Linked DNA regions of Gossypium hirsutum: region 2 is linked to region 1. The links are chromatin contacts, called in public Hi-C maps. All regions are on one chromosome and are shown on one strand. Each heading gives the region's core, a stretch centred on a gene start, on an enhancer-like site or on the middle of the called end of the contact. The rest is flanking DNA. Distances are from core to core; before and after follow the strand shown.

What was found. A called contact is a pair of places that touch in the nucleus more often than the background predicts.
Region 2: a Hi-C map of leaf shows a contact between it and region 1, with 1.8 times the contacts expected there. The contact joins two enhancer-like sites. A contact is called at or near these places in 5 of 34 Hi-C or Micro-C datasets (hypocotyl, leaf and seedling).

The regions. Positions count from the first base shown.
Region 1 is chrA13:87,922,367-87,930,109 of Gossypium_hirsutum_v2.1, reverse strand. No RefSeq gene overlaps it. Among protein-coding and RNA genes, the nearest start is that of LOC121212431, 53 kb to the right of the region's middle. Within about 2 kb of position 3,584, at least 2 of the 9 cell types and tissues checked have an H3K27ac peak or open chromatin away from gene starts, as enhancers often do. A contact at or near this core is called in leaf, where this site is marked.
Region 2 is chrA13:88,038,158-88,045,174 of Gossypium_hirsutum_v2.1, reverse strand. No RefSeq gene overlaps it. Among protein-coding and RNA genes, the nearest start is that of LOC121212455, 23 kb to the left of the region's middle. Within about 2 kb of position 3,379, at least 1 of the 9 cell types and tissues checked has an H3K27ac peak or open chromatin away from gene starts, as enhancers often do. A contact at or near this core is called in leaf, where this site is marked.

The sequences.
Region 1 (7,743 bases), core at 2,335-4,834:
TAATTATATTAAAACTATCTACAAATTCGAACTCTAGTTAAAAGTCATCTAATTAATTAAAAACAATGAATATATATTAAAACAGTACAACAATGTTTCTGAAAAAGAAAGAAAAGAGTAGAACAATGAGGGCCAGCGCAGGCTATTGTGGGACTTGGCATGGCAATTGCCCACCGACATTTTTTTATTTAAAATTCCGTACAACCCCCAACAACACAATCGACCTAACAAAAGGAACCAGCTTTTTAGTACTATTTTCAATTAAATAATAATATTTTAATGGTATTATTGACAATTGAAATTTGAAATGTTTATTTTTAAGGGTAAACTCCATAGGTTGTCATCCAAGTTTTAGATAGGTTTTATTTTTGTTAACTGATTTTAAAAAAATTATTTTTAAAATTTAAAATTTTAGTTATCCATCATTAAATATTTAATGGTAAGGACATTTTTTGTTGGCCTAATAATAAATTTAGTTATCCAATATTTATATATTTTATCAATTTAATTTCAAATCTAAAAATTCAACAATTTTAGCACTTATTATTTATAAAATTTGTCATTTAATTTTACTTCTAAAAAATTTAATAAATTCTAATCCTAAACATTTACAAAATTTGTGAATTTGAATAAAACTCCATTCTTCTATCAAACTCCTTAGTAAAATTGTTTTCAATCAAATGACAATCACGAAGTTACTTTTCGTGTTTTCACAGATATAGTTAAGGTTGTCAAGTTGGAGCATATTATTTCTTTTAAATACTTTAATTACAAATATATTTTGATATTATAAATTTTAAAAAATATAATAATTTAGTTTAATGATTATATTTTATTTTTAAATGTACTAAAAAAATAAAATTTATTTAAAATATCAAAATCTTATGTTGACAGTATCAAAATATATGCATCGATTTTGAAGTAATGCATTAAAACATGAAAATTTTGAGTGAAACAAAACTTGAGATATTAGATACGGATGCAAAACAGAAATAGATGTCTCTTTTGAGACTTCTAGTTTTACAATTGCTAGCTAGTTGTTATGGTTATTAGTGAAAGCAGATGAAATTGGCTCCAAAATTGTAAAGTTTATCAGTTGAGGGCTCAGCACTTGCAATTTCCATCATATCTAATTCAATTTTTCATGTGTTCTAAAAGGTTTAATTTCTCACACTTTGATTTTTTTTTCTACAAGTAATCAACAATCTTAACCTTCTCTTTTACAATTTTTCACTATATTTTCCTTTTTCTTGTCTTTGGGTTTCATTTTCATTCATTCTTTATATTTGCTAGATCCATGAGTTATTTAATACTTTTTGATATTATATCAGAACCTCTTGCCTGACCACTCTTGATTGTGGTTCTTTGTGTTTGGCTCTGTTGGTATAGACGTCCATAATGGACACCCACACTGTGAATAATCATCACCATTTTTTCTGCTAAGTAGATTGCCATGTTTCTGATAATTATCTTGGCCTTCTTCCTATGGAGAGTAAGAATAAAACTAATGCATTCAAGTAGGTGTTTGCAAGCCACATCCAAGAATTCAAAGTTGGTTTAAATGGTTCTTAATATATAGCAACAAGGAAGTTTTTGTCAAATCGATCTTGTAGGCATAACCCACTTATGTAAAAAAGTGTGTTCTTACTCCCTAATTCGGTTACTAATGCTATAATTGTTGTTATTTGTAGATTTTAGTGGGTAGAGAAAAACGAAGACCATGAGTGGAGAATGTTAGCTCAAGACACAGTTAGAATGCCGAAAGGTATGAGAGCCTTAGCTTTCGATATGTATGGCTCTTTGACCTTACTCTCTTAGAAAAACAAATGTGGAGACTACTACTTCATAATAAGCATACCTTGTATTCTAACCTAAGAGAGTGGAGAAGCCTTTAGTTGTTAATTTGGACTAATATATTGTCGGCTTTGAATGCTTTGTCTGGTCTAATCTTTTGGGAGATTAATAATGGGGATCCTGCGGGAATTTGGGGAGAATAGTTGAGGTATGATAAATTTGGATGAGAGGCCATTGCCTCACAATAGGTGGCATTTATGAATGCACAAGTTAATGCTAATTTATCATTGAGGTTAAAAAGTATTTTTGAAAAATATTGTGAAAAAGTACTTTGAAAAAGTTTGACAGTTTTTATCATTGTTATCAAATAATATATTTGAAAAAATAAAATGTCTATTATAAACATGATATTGTAAAGTAAAAATTATGTATTTAAATTATATTTAATTTTATTAATATTATTACGAAACATATGAACTTAAATGATAATAAAATATTAAAATAATTTATTAAGTAATTATTTTTTGATATATGGAATGCATGGAATATATAAATTAGTTAGTATTATGAAATAATTAAGATTAAATTATGAAAAAAATTATAATTATTCAAATGTAAAGTGTTCTCATTTTCATGTGGTATTATATTATTACCACAATGCTAAATTATTATTTTAATATTAAAAAATATTCAATTTAGATTATAGTAAAAATATAATAAATTAATTTATAGTAACTCATTTAATATTGTGTTTCAACATGACGATGTAGTGATTTAGAATTATTATATAACTGGTATATACTTTATTAAGATAGGTTATAATTAATTTTTATTACGGTCTGATGAATTTATGTCATACGGATTATTGCGAAAATCTATTAGTAAATAGAAGAATTTGTCAAAATAATCAAACTCTTTGGGAGGAGACTTAGACACGCGCGAGTTCATTCCAACAACGGTAAGGATCACTTCTACAATGTCTAATGACCATGGGTGTCAGCGGTGTGGTGCTCCTAGTGAGATTATGGTGAATGCACTTAGGGATTGCCCAATGTCTCGAGAGACTTTGCAACTTGGAGATATTAATAATGATTTGTTCTTGTGTAATGTTTCCAAGTGCATTGATTGGATGGAGTGAACTTTGTGCATCATGGATCATGAAGCTTTTACGAGTTTCTTGATCTACGGTAACTTTGGAATGTGCGCAATGCGGAACTGATACTTGGCCTAGAACATCAAGGGGCTGGCAATCTGAATGTCGTATCCATAATTTGAGCAGACACCGTCTCTTGCCTCATAGACCGTGACTTGTTGGATGGAGAGTGCAAGAGGAATCAGCATTAAACATAAAATTTCACCAACTCACTCAGTTACATGTTTTCAACATTCTCATATAATGCAAATCTCATCTTCAATTTGTTTTTCTAACGCGGTAGTGAAAATGTGGTTAACAACTCCCAATCACCCCACCGACCACGAAAGGAAAAAAATCCAATGCGAAGGAATAAACTATAGGACAAAGTTGTAGGGCAAGTCTTGATAGTTCAGTGATCAGAAAAATATAGTTAATTGAGTCGGGGAAACCGTACTATGCCCCATCACGGACAGAATTGTTGAGTAATTATTAATTTGGAAAACAAAGGCAACAATTCGTTGTTTAAAAATGGCCCACAAATGTGTAAATGTTGACGTAGAAATGGTATCATTAATTAGGGGAAGTGTGGTCAGTCTTGGATAAAGTTAGGAAGAAGGTGGTGCCCTCCACTTGGGGTTATGGAGGCTGTGAAAGACTGCTCAGCAATCAGCATGCTTTTCTGGATTTTCTCACAGATATGGTTAGCAGTTCTATGACTATAAGCGTTGAAGTCAAAATGAATTCAATTCCACCACCCCCCCCCTTTTAATTGGCATATTGAATTATTTGGCCCTTTAACTTTACAAATTTTCATTTTAGTCCTCTATTTTATTTTTCTCTCTTTTAACTCTTTAACTTGCATTATTTATTAAATTATCTCAAAATGAATAGAAAAGTTAACGCTTGTTAGCTTTGCTGACGTAGCATTCATGTGTATGCTACTAAGCAATTAATTATTTTTTAAAATTTTTAAAAAATATTTTTGATATTTTTATAATTTTTAATAATATTAATGATTTTTAATTTTTTTAAAATTATAATTTATTTTTTAATTTAAAAAATTAATTAATTGCTGATGTGGCATACATATAGATGCCACATTAGCAAAATTAACAAACATTAATTTTTTTTCAATTCATTTTAGAGTGATTTGATAAATAACGCTAATTTAAAGGATAAAAAATACAAAAAAATTAAATAAAGTATTAAAATAATTTTTTTTTCTAAAGCTAGAGTGCCAAATAACTTTTAATTTTTATTTCGGTATTAAATATTTGGGATATGGAAATTTGAATGCTTCACAGGTTTTCATTAAAAAAAAGCGAAAAATTATATTTTATGCCTTCAAATATTTTCAGTATAGTTCTTATAAAATCTACAGTTGATAAGACTTTTAATTATTCAACATGTATCATTAACTTAATTTTCTCTACTTTTTTCAATCAATTAAATGAATATATTTATCTTAATTATTTTATTAATATTTTTCACTCTATGTCTGGTCATAATGGAGAAAAAACACACACTATTACAATGTTTAATACACGTTAGGCATTACTTTTTTTCTTTTTTAATTAAATGCATATATATATATTTTTACAATGATGTTTACAAATTAATTTATTTATGGGTAGATAAATATTCCGCCAATAGATTGCAACATGGATATCATATACATACTTCATTTAGATTATAAATTTTTTTATCTGGTTACTAAGATAATATGTTAAAGGGAAAAAGTTAGTGTACTAACTTAAGCAATAAATAGCCCATTATTTGTTAGGTGAATTGAAAAGAATGTAATAGTTATATATTACTTTCTTTGGTTAGAGTATTAAACAAGTAAGACATTGGTATTATCTTGGAAATGTCATTTTTCCCCAGATAAGACAAAAAACCAATAAATCATTTTTTGGTCCAATTAGATCACTTGGGAGTTTCTCGCATTTGACACGTTCAAATCCCCAAACAAGTGTAAGGAAAAAAATCATATCTCGTATTACAAATCAAATAATATTCATGTTGACAGTGTGCCTACCCAATTAGAAAAGGAAGAGGAAATTGAGCTATGATGCTTTCAGCTAGAGAGAATGAGAATTTTGGAACCAATATTTAAGTGGGAAGTCAAGAAATTTCACACAGATTATAAATTCATAATTTATATTTTCTTAAAAAAATTATAAGAGTGGAACCACAATGATATAAATTTAGATAGTGTCTATATATATGTGATAAAATTTAAATTAAAAAAATATTGATTGAAAATTCACATATAATTTACACAAAATAGATTAAAAATAGCCATAGTTATAAAAATATAAATGCATGATAAACCCAAATCAAAATTGGTTAATTTTTTTAAAACTGAATTTGAAAATTTTAAATAGATTAGCCATAGTTATAAAAATATAAATGCATGATGAACTTAAATCAAAATTGGTTATTTTTTTTAAATGCATAATAAACTTAAACTAAAATTGACTGACCTAAAAGACAACCAAATGAAGCAAGAAAAAAGAAAAGAAAGAAAAAGTTTTTAATATATTTTTTCTAACTACCTCATTACACATGAAAATGAAGGAAATAAAATGCCTTCTATATATATAAGAAACACGGAGGTTTTTAATAGTTTTGCCTCACATTAAATTATTTCGTTAATATATATTTATATTTTTATTAAAATATTAATAAAAAAATATATATTTTAATTAACACATTGTTACAGGTCAATTTTAGCCCAGACCAAATCAACCCAAAACAAACCCAATACCCATTAGCCCATTGCATTCTAACCCCAAATACCCATCTAAATTAACCCAACAACCCAATACAATCCAAACCTAATTCAGAAGTCCAACTACCCAAATCCAAAATTTTTTTAAAAAAACTTAGTCCACAACCTAAACTTTTCTCAACTAAACCCTAACTCTAGCCTCCCCACTTGCCTCTGCCACCACCTGCCCACTGCAGCATTGGCCACCAACTCGGGTTACCTCTACCTCCACCGCCTCTGCACCTGCAACCATTAAAAGCCGAATGAAAAGACGATTGAAATGGGTTTTTTTTTACATTAATAGAAAAAGATAAATAGTTTCAAAATACAACAACAAATATTCATAAATCATGATTCAAACATCACAAAGATCAAGAGAATATCATCCAAACAACAAAAAAAACGATCCAAAATCAGAAATCAAAAAATCAAGAGGCAAATACCCAAGGTGATTTTGGTTTTCTTTTCTTTTTTTTTTTTATTTTTTATCTATTGATTTGTATGCATATTTACATTATAAATATATAAAAAACATAATACAAAAAAAATTTTACCTTTTTCACGGTGGCCGGCGCCGGCGACAGTCCGATGACCAGATGGTGACCGACCATACGGCCGGAAATCTCCCCTCTCCCCCTCCCCTCGCTCTTTTTTTTTCTTTTTGGTGCTGCAAATGAATTTTTTTAAAAAAATTGGCTTTTTTATAGCCTCCCAAAACAACGTCGTTTTGGGGGCTGCCCTTTAACCCCAAAACGACGTCTTTTTGATGCGACCCGGTCTGACCCGACCCATACCCGCTTAGGATCCGTGTGTTTTTGACGGAAGGGCTAATTCCACTTTTAGCCCTTCCGCTTTTTTATAGCTTTATAATTCAATTTTCGTACTTTTAATTTTGCCTAGAAATTTTGTTTTTGTTTCATTTTGGTCCCTCTGCTGCTGTGAGTTTTAGGCTGAATGGTTTATTGCCCGATCTAGTCCCTCTTTTTGTTTGCATGTGCAATTTAGTCCTTTCCCCTTTATTTCCTTTTAAATTTGCCCCAAAACTTTGTTATTAGTTCAATTTTAGTCCTTTCTTATTTATTTTTGTTTCTTTATTAAATATTATTATTTCTAATATTATTAATATTATCAATATTATTATTATTTTATATATGTTAGTGTATGTTTTCATTATACATGCATACGTATATATATTTATATATGGTATTATTTTTAGTTACTTTAATTTCATATTGTTATTATTAGTATTATAATATTATATTCATTATTAATATTAGTATATATTTTATTATATATGTATATATATACTTTTTATATAGTATTATCGTTTCTATTATTATATTTATTATTTTCACTATTATTATTTTTTTATCATTATTATACGTATATACATATAGATGTTTTTAAGTACTTATTATAAATAGATTAATTTCTTACTATATTATTATGTATATAATTTTTACTCATTTCTTCATTATTTTTTTATTTATTGTTTTAAATACTCTTATATTATGTATATTATTTTTTAAAATATTATATTTTTTTTATATATTATGTATATATTTTTTTATATCCTATTATTCATATATTTTATTATATTATGTATATATCTTTAATATATTATGTATATATATTATGTACATACTTTTAATATTATTATGCATTTATCTTTAATATATATATGTATATATTTATGTAATATTATTAATAATTATTTTTTAACATTATTATCATTTCTAATATATATGTGTATCGTATATGCTTTTATATACATTATGTATATATCGTTAGTATTATTAGTTATATGTTTTTTTATCCTATTTCATGTACATATTTTTATATTATCCTTATTATCATCATTAATATTAGCATGTGTTTTATTATATGTATATATCTTCAATGAGTATATGTATATATTTATGTAATATTATTAATAGTTATTTTTTAACATTATTATTATCTCTAATATGTATATACTATGTAAATATTTTTAATATTATATTATATATACATTTTTTATATATATTACGTATATATATCA
Region 2 (7,017 bases), core at 2,130-4,629, 120 kb before region 1:
GCTTAATTCACTGTTTGATATTTCTACAGTATTAATCCATGTTCGATGTGCTTAGATCGGTGGTTAAATAAACCCTGTTTAAGATTAAATCTTGTATAGTTGAGTGGAGTTGCATGCAATCTTAGAAATAGTACTACATAAATCTACCGATTTAGAGTCAAATCTAATAAGAGATTTCATAGTAGAAGTTAATGCGATAATAAGTATTTTAATAGAAGGAAATTTTAATTAATCAACCTAGAGTCAATTAATCAATGTGCTAAGTAAAAAAATTGCATAATTTAGATTGATAGTGACAGATGAAATCTAGGCGGATTCTTACCAAGGCATTGTTTCTTTTCTTGGTTTTTATTCGATTATTTTCGTGTTTTATTTTTTGTCACTTTTGTTAGTTAATTTTAGTTTTAATCAATCATTTGAATTATTCGGTTAAATAATAAAAAGACGATAATTACTAGTATTTGTAGTTCTCGTGGGAGCGATATATTTGCTCACTGTAACTATACTATTAATTGATAGGTGCACTTGTTTTAGTAAAATTTTTAGTTAATTTGGTGACTATCATACTAAAATAAAATCTCTTTAAATACAACAAATAAATTATACTAAGAATTCTTTTCAATAATCTTGCTTAACTGAATCTCGAATCATAATCTCGAAAACTTTTATCCACTATCCTTAAAAAAAATGCATAAAAATAATCAAAATATAGTAACAAGTAAGTTATATTTAGTCCAGTTGCAAACTGAATTGCAAGTGACACCTAACAAAATAGAAACAAAGGTTGAGGCCTTTCTCGGTAATATAAAAATACTTATTGCAGAATCATCTAAAGTAGGAATTAATTGTCCAATGTAAATTTATTCTTAAACCATCCAATTACAAAAAATAAAACTCAAACAGTATATAATAGATCCATAAAAAAACTACTATTTCAGTATCTTTAAAATATATAATTAATTTATTAAAAAGTAAAATAAAATAATTAAACCTTTTTATAAAATATAGTTAATTACAATTTTATTATTTTGTTTTATTGAATTTGAGTTTGGGTTAGTCTCGTATTTAAAATTTTCTATTTTTCATGTTAGATTTTTTTTTTGAAGTTTGAATTTTCGAATTATTTTTTAAAATTCAAGTTTTTCTTTTTCGAATTTAGATAAAATCAAATTGAAATAAATTCAAATTTAAATTTTTTTACTCAAATATTCGAATTCAAAGTTTTTTTTTTTAACAACATCATTATAAATTTTAACCATATTTGATATTTTTGACATAATGCCTAAAACTAATTATAACCATATATAAATGAGAGGATAATGTGCCCATATATTTTTATATTAATAACAATACTCATACCACTTAAACTAATACTTAATCCACTTCTTACCCCAAAGTTAAATAACAATGACATCAGTAATAGACCTTCCATTCTCAAACAATGAATCATGCGTATATTCTGAAACCACACCGCACAAATTTTATTTATTTATTTATGAACTGGCATTTGGTTTGGGAAATCATTTAACTTTGCTCTCAAAAACTTAGTTGCAGAAATATGTAATATATTATAAAAACCTCAATTTTCTTTTTAAATTTCAATGTTGGAATCTATTTGTACAGAAATTAAATTTTTGTTAAAGTTTGAAAGTCAAATCCCCAATCACGAATTGATGCAACATTTCAAAACATTCACACTATAAAATTGAGTTTTAAAATTCTAAATATTAAAAAACTATAAAAACATAAAAAAAAATTAAAGAAACAAAGAAATAAAACCTAAACCTTAAATATGATTAGAATTCTAAACAATACATACTACAATTTTAATCTTAAATTCTATAAATTATTTTATAAAAAGAATATTAAGAAATACTAAAATTTGTGGCGTAAATTTGTCTGTGAATTCTTTTGAGTCTCACATACTGTTATATAACAATTTTCCATTGCATACTAAGAAATTAGCAATCATTTAATGATATTATATTAGTAATTAATTAATTTTTAACATCTTTTAACTTTCTTAACATGGCATTCATGTATATCTCATGATAGCAATTAACTAATTTTTAAAATATTTTAAAACATATATATTTATACTTTTTAAATAATTTTTAATTTTTAAAAATAATTTTTACAAATTTTTGAATTTTTAAAAATTTAAAATTAATTGTTGATGCGGCCACATTTATGTTACGTCAGTAAAGTTACTTTTTCATCAATTTTGGAATAATTTGACAAACAATATAAGTTTAAGATATAAAAGAGATGAAAAATTAAATGGATAACTAAAATAATTTTTTTTTATAAAGTTGAAAGCCTAAATAAATCATTACACTAAAATTTAACAGTGTTAACCAACTACCAACAAAAATAAAATTTAGATACTAAACTAAATATGGATTCTCAACTTCAAAATATTAACATATGCATTAACCCTAAATTGATTATAATTTTACATGAAAGCGTAATGTTAGACTTTAAATTAAAATGTCTAGACTTAAATGCAACTAGATGTGCTCATGGGTCGGGTCGTGCCGAATCTAAGTATGATATTAAAATGCTTTATGCTTGTTGAAGCATGATCTGGCCTGAAATATGAGCATAAAAATTTGCCTAAACTCTCTCATATTTGTAAAAGACTAACTCAAACCCATTTTAGGCTTGGCCGCCTATATTATTAATTTTTTAAATTTTTTTAAAAATATTTATATTTTATTATTTTAATATTTAAAAATTTAAAAGTTTCATTCATATTTTATTTATTGAAATTTTTTATATAGCCATCTTAATATTATTTTAATGTTTACATTAGAGTAGCATTATATATTTAGTATAAGTTTATTTTTTAATGTGTTCTAAATTACATAATTTATAAAAATAACATAATATAAAGTATTATAATATTAAAAATGGGCTAAGATCAGGCTTTAAATGTTCAACCCCGAAATCGACCCATATTTTAAACGAGCTTATTTTTTTGCCTAAGCTCATTTTTGGGCCTAATATTTTTGTCCAAACCATCCCAAATTTCGGGTGAGCTTTTGGGCTTGGATGTGTAATCCGACCTATGAACATGTTTAAATAAAACAATGGTTAAAACTTTTATTAAATATCTATTTGACGGTTTAAACCGTTACCCTCATTTCCTACTTGTATAAAAAATACATTAAATTAAAATTATTCAAAATATTGAACTTGAAGACAACTTTTAAAGTAAGATATCAATATCTAAAATGATAAATTTAAGGTTAATGGCATGAAAATCTCCTCTACTTAAGTGTTTGTTTTAATATGGTGCTCTTACTTTCAAAATGTCTAATGCTGTTTGTTTCCGTTAACGCACTAATGCTGTTTGTTTTTTACTGACTTGTCACTTCGGACAATATGGGGCTGCCACATGGCAGTTTGTTGACTATTGATCGACCATGCGGGGCCCTTTCAGCAATTCTTTCATTTTCCTTTTTTCCCATAGAAAAAAAGGAATAAACTTGATATTTTAATACTAAAATTGGGTTACTTTGTTTGTTTGTGGATATTTTCGGATATTTTCTTTCATTATTTGTTGAAATTGGATATTGATGATTCCTTTCCAAATTAGTATTTTTGGGTTAATTTCTGGGTCTGATGAACTGTGGGTTTGTTGTTGAAACTAAGAAATGAGATCCACAGTGGAGAAGATGATGTTTGTACCATTGAGGAGATTAAGAATCAAAACATGCTCAAGAAATTCATGGTGCATAATCCAAATTTTGACTTCACTAGTGCCAAGATGATTTGTTCCTTAGATTTCTTGTTTGGTCTAAGAGGTAGTAAAGATCAATATATTGTTAATGTTATAAACTATTTGTTTATTCTTTATCCATATTTAGTAATAAAAATAAAATAAATATTCATAAAAGAAAAGACAAAAATATTGAGGTTCTCTTTTCTTCTTATTTCAAATTAATAATTTTTTTTAAATTTTTGAGAAAAAAAATTTAATGAATTTATAAAAAGATTGTATTTTCAAACTTTAAAAAGTTTTAAATAAAACGTTTCACTTTTTATGGAAAATAAAATAAAAGGCCATAATTGCTCATAAGGGCCTGATTTTATTTCTATGAGGGAAAAGAAAAAGGAAGAATTGCAAAAAAAGCCTCTCATAGCCGGTCAACAGTAAACTGATTGCCACATGGCAGCCTCTAATTGGCCAAAGTGACATGTCAGCAACTGAACCAAAATAATTAACAGAAATAAAATACAAGTATCAAATTAGACATTGAAAGTATTGGTACACATTAGAACAAGCACTTAAGGGCTTTTCATGCCATTAACCCTAAAATTTAATTTAGATCAACAATAATTCTCAATAATTGTGGGGGCACATCACACAAATTTTGGTGTTAGTCGGAATGATATCAATCAGAACCCATACTTACACATGCAATCATATAATAATATTGGCGCAATATAAAATATATATAAATACAATATATGTGAAAATCTATTTATAAAAAATAAAGACAAGGAAAAATAATATAACACTTAACACAACAAAACTACACAAATTATCAATATATAAATGGGATAAATGTCAAATTGTATATGAACTTTAGTCCAATTATACAATTTGATATATGAATTTTAATTTGGTGCAATTATACACATGAAACTTTAATTGTGGTTCATATATATACATAAAATTTTGATTTTGATTTAATTGTACACATTTAAAGAAATGAATATATACATTTATTTTCATATTAGATTAATATAATTGTTTGTGTTTGCAATATATCAATCTAAAATGGTACTAATTTGATAATGCTGTTAGTGATTCGTGAAAACTTAATCAAATCAAAATTTCATGTATGAAATCAAACAAAATTAAAGTTCATATACGATATTGCACATTAAATCAAAGTTTATGTATAGTTTTAATATTTATCCCATATATAAACCTTCAATGCAATTATAATATATAATATATAGTAATTATTAAATATCTTTAGAAACAAATTGCATGCAATTTCTCCCCAATTTGATTATAAAATCAATCAATCATGTGAAATAACATTTATATATACCTTGTTATTTGATTTAAGTTTCTAAACAGCTAAAGTAAAAGATGGGTATCTTAAATGTCAACCCGAATGAATTTTTTTTAAAAATTACATCATGATGCATTTGGGAATTGAAAAACAATATTGGGTATTATTTTATTGATCAAATCCTGCCAACTTTTAATGGACAAACCATGAGTAAACTTTTGTGATAGTGCCTATTTCAATATGGGAAATAAAGAAAAAAAAGAAGTTATATTGTACTAGTGATGTGGTGATTACAATTACTTTGCTTATCCAATTGATAAAGCAAAAGCTCAAATTCTTAATTAATTAGTGGAATTGCACACCAAGATTTAGTTTTTAGATCATATATATATATATTACAATTTCAATGAATCAATTAGTCAAAATATTCAAAAGTGGTATCATTACTTTTTCTTCATTGCAAGAGTCAATTTATCAATTATATGTAGAAGGAGATTGAAAGGTTATCATCTAACGTTTAATTGTCTACTAGTGTTTCTTTTCTTCTTAATTCTAGAGAGATTTCAAATGGCAGCCTTTGGATTCTCATGAGAGTTTCACATACAAGTCTTTAAATTAGAAAAGCCGCTTAGTTAGGCACTCCAAAGCTCATGCGTCATGCATGAATGCAACATGACTTAGTTTCTTCCTTGCAATATACAACCAAGGGGAATTTTAATACTAAGCCTTAATTTAACATTATTTTTTAAAAGTGCGTTTGGGCTAAAAAGTATCTTTGAGTAAAAGTTAAAATTTTTTATTTCTATTTTTGATTAAAAAAATAATCTATTTTTTTAATCTTAAAAGCACTTTTAAGTCAAAAGCATCTTTGAAAAACTCAAAAATATCTTATTTAATAATATTTTTATCTTAAAAATATTTTTTTCTCCAAAAATACTTCTTAAAAGCAATGTTAAACTGATCTTTAGCGTAGAAGTTGAAACTCATGATACAACAAGTACAGTTATAATTAAGCCAATGAACTTTTAACCCAATACTTGATAATTCGATCCAACTCGATCTTAATTTTTCTATTTCTCAAAATAAACATCTCAATTTAATTTAAATAAATCAATTTCCCAATTAAAGAGTTTTCTCAACTCAATTCTAATTTCGTTAAAATAATGACGACTTTATCATAAAAGAATTTATGAGAAAATATATTTAATATTTCTTTATTCAATGGATTCATTATGATCAAATGATTAATTTTCATTTTCGAGCTTCATTTAATTCGAAAATCATAAAATCATTTGTAGGTCATTTTCATCTTTCATTTTGGAGAAAATCATATTTATTTCCAAATGTTTCCCATTTCTCCATTTCTATCATTTATATCTATTTCTGTTCATTTGATTCAACGTGTAATTCATTTCTGTTCATTGGACATATGCAATTAAGGCTCAAATGATTTATAATTAAGTTTCAGCTTTTCACCTATTAATTATAAACTCATTTAGTTACAAAGTCATTCCATTATAGTATCGTAATCGAGTTCTCCCCAACGACATATCATTATGAAAGCAACTTGATTAGTGCTCGTCCAATGACCTTGTCATTAGTGTGTTACTCTTATAGGATATCCTTAATCTCTTTGGGATAAATCTGTTCTCCCAATATGATCTTATTTTATCTCATGGTAATCATTACATATTCCTTCATGAAAAGTCAATTACTATCAAATAGTTATTAAGTCATTCATCACAAAGACGAAGGACCCATCGCCACATTTACTTTTCATCAACCATGTAATGCCAATAAGAGGATATCATTTACCCATATCTCGGGCTATGAATTCCACTGTTGTGAATGACGCTACATACTACAGAAGTCGTATACCCAACGTACCGACTTTTAGTTCCTTATTTATTTGAACTCAAAGTTTAACTTACATAAAAGAATACGAGTCACACATACATAATCTATCATTCACTCAGGATTTATA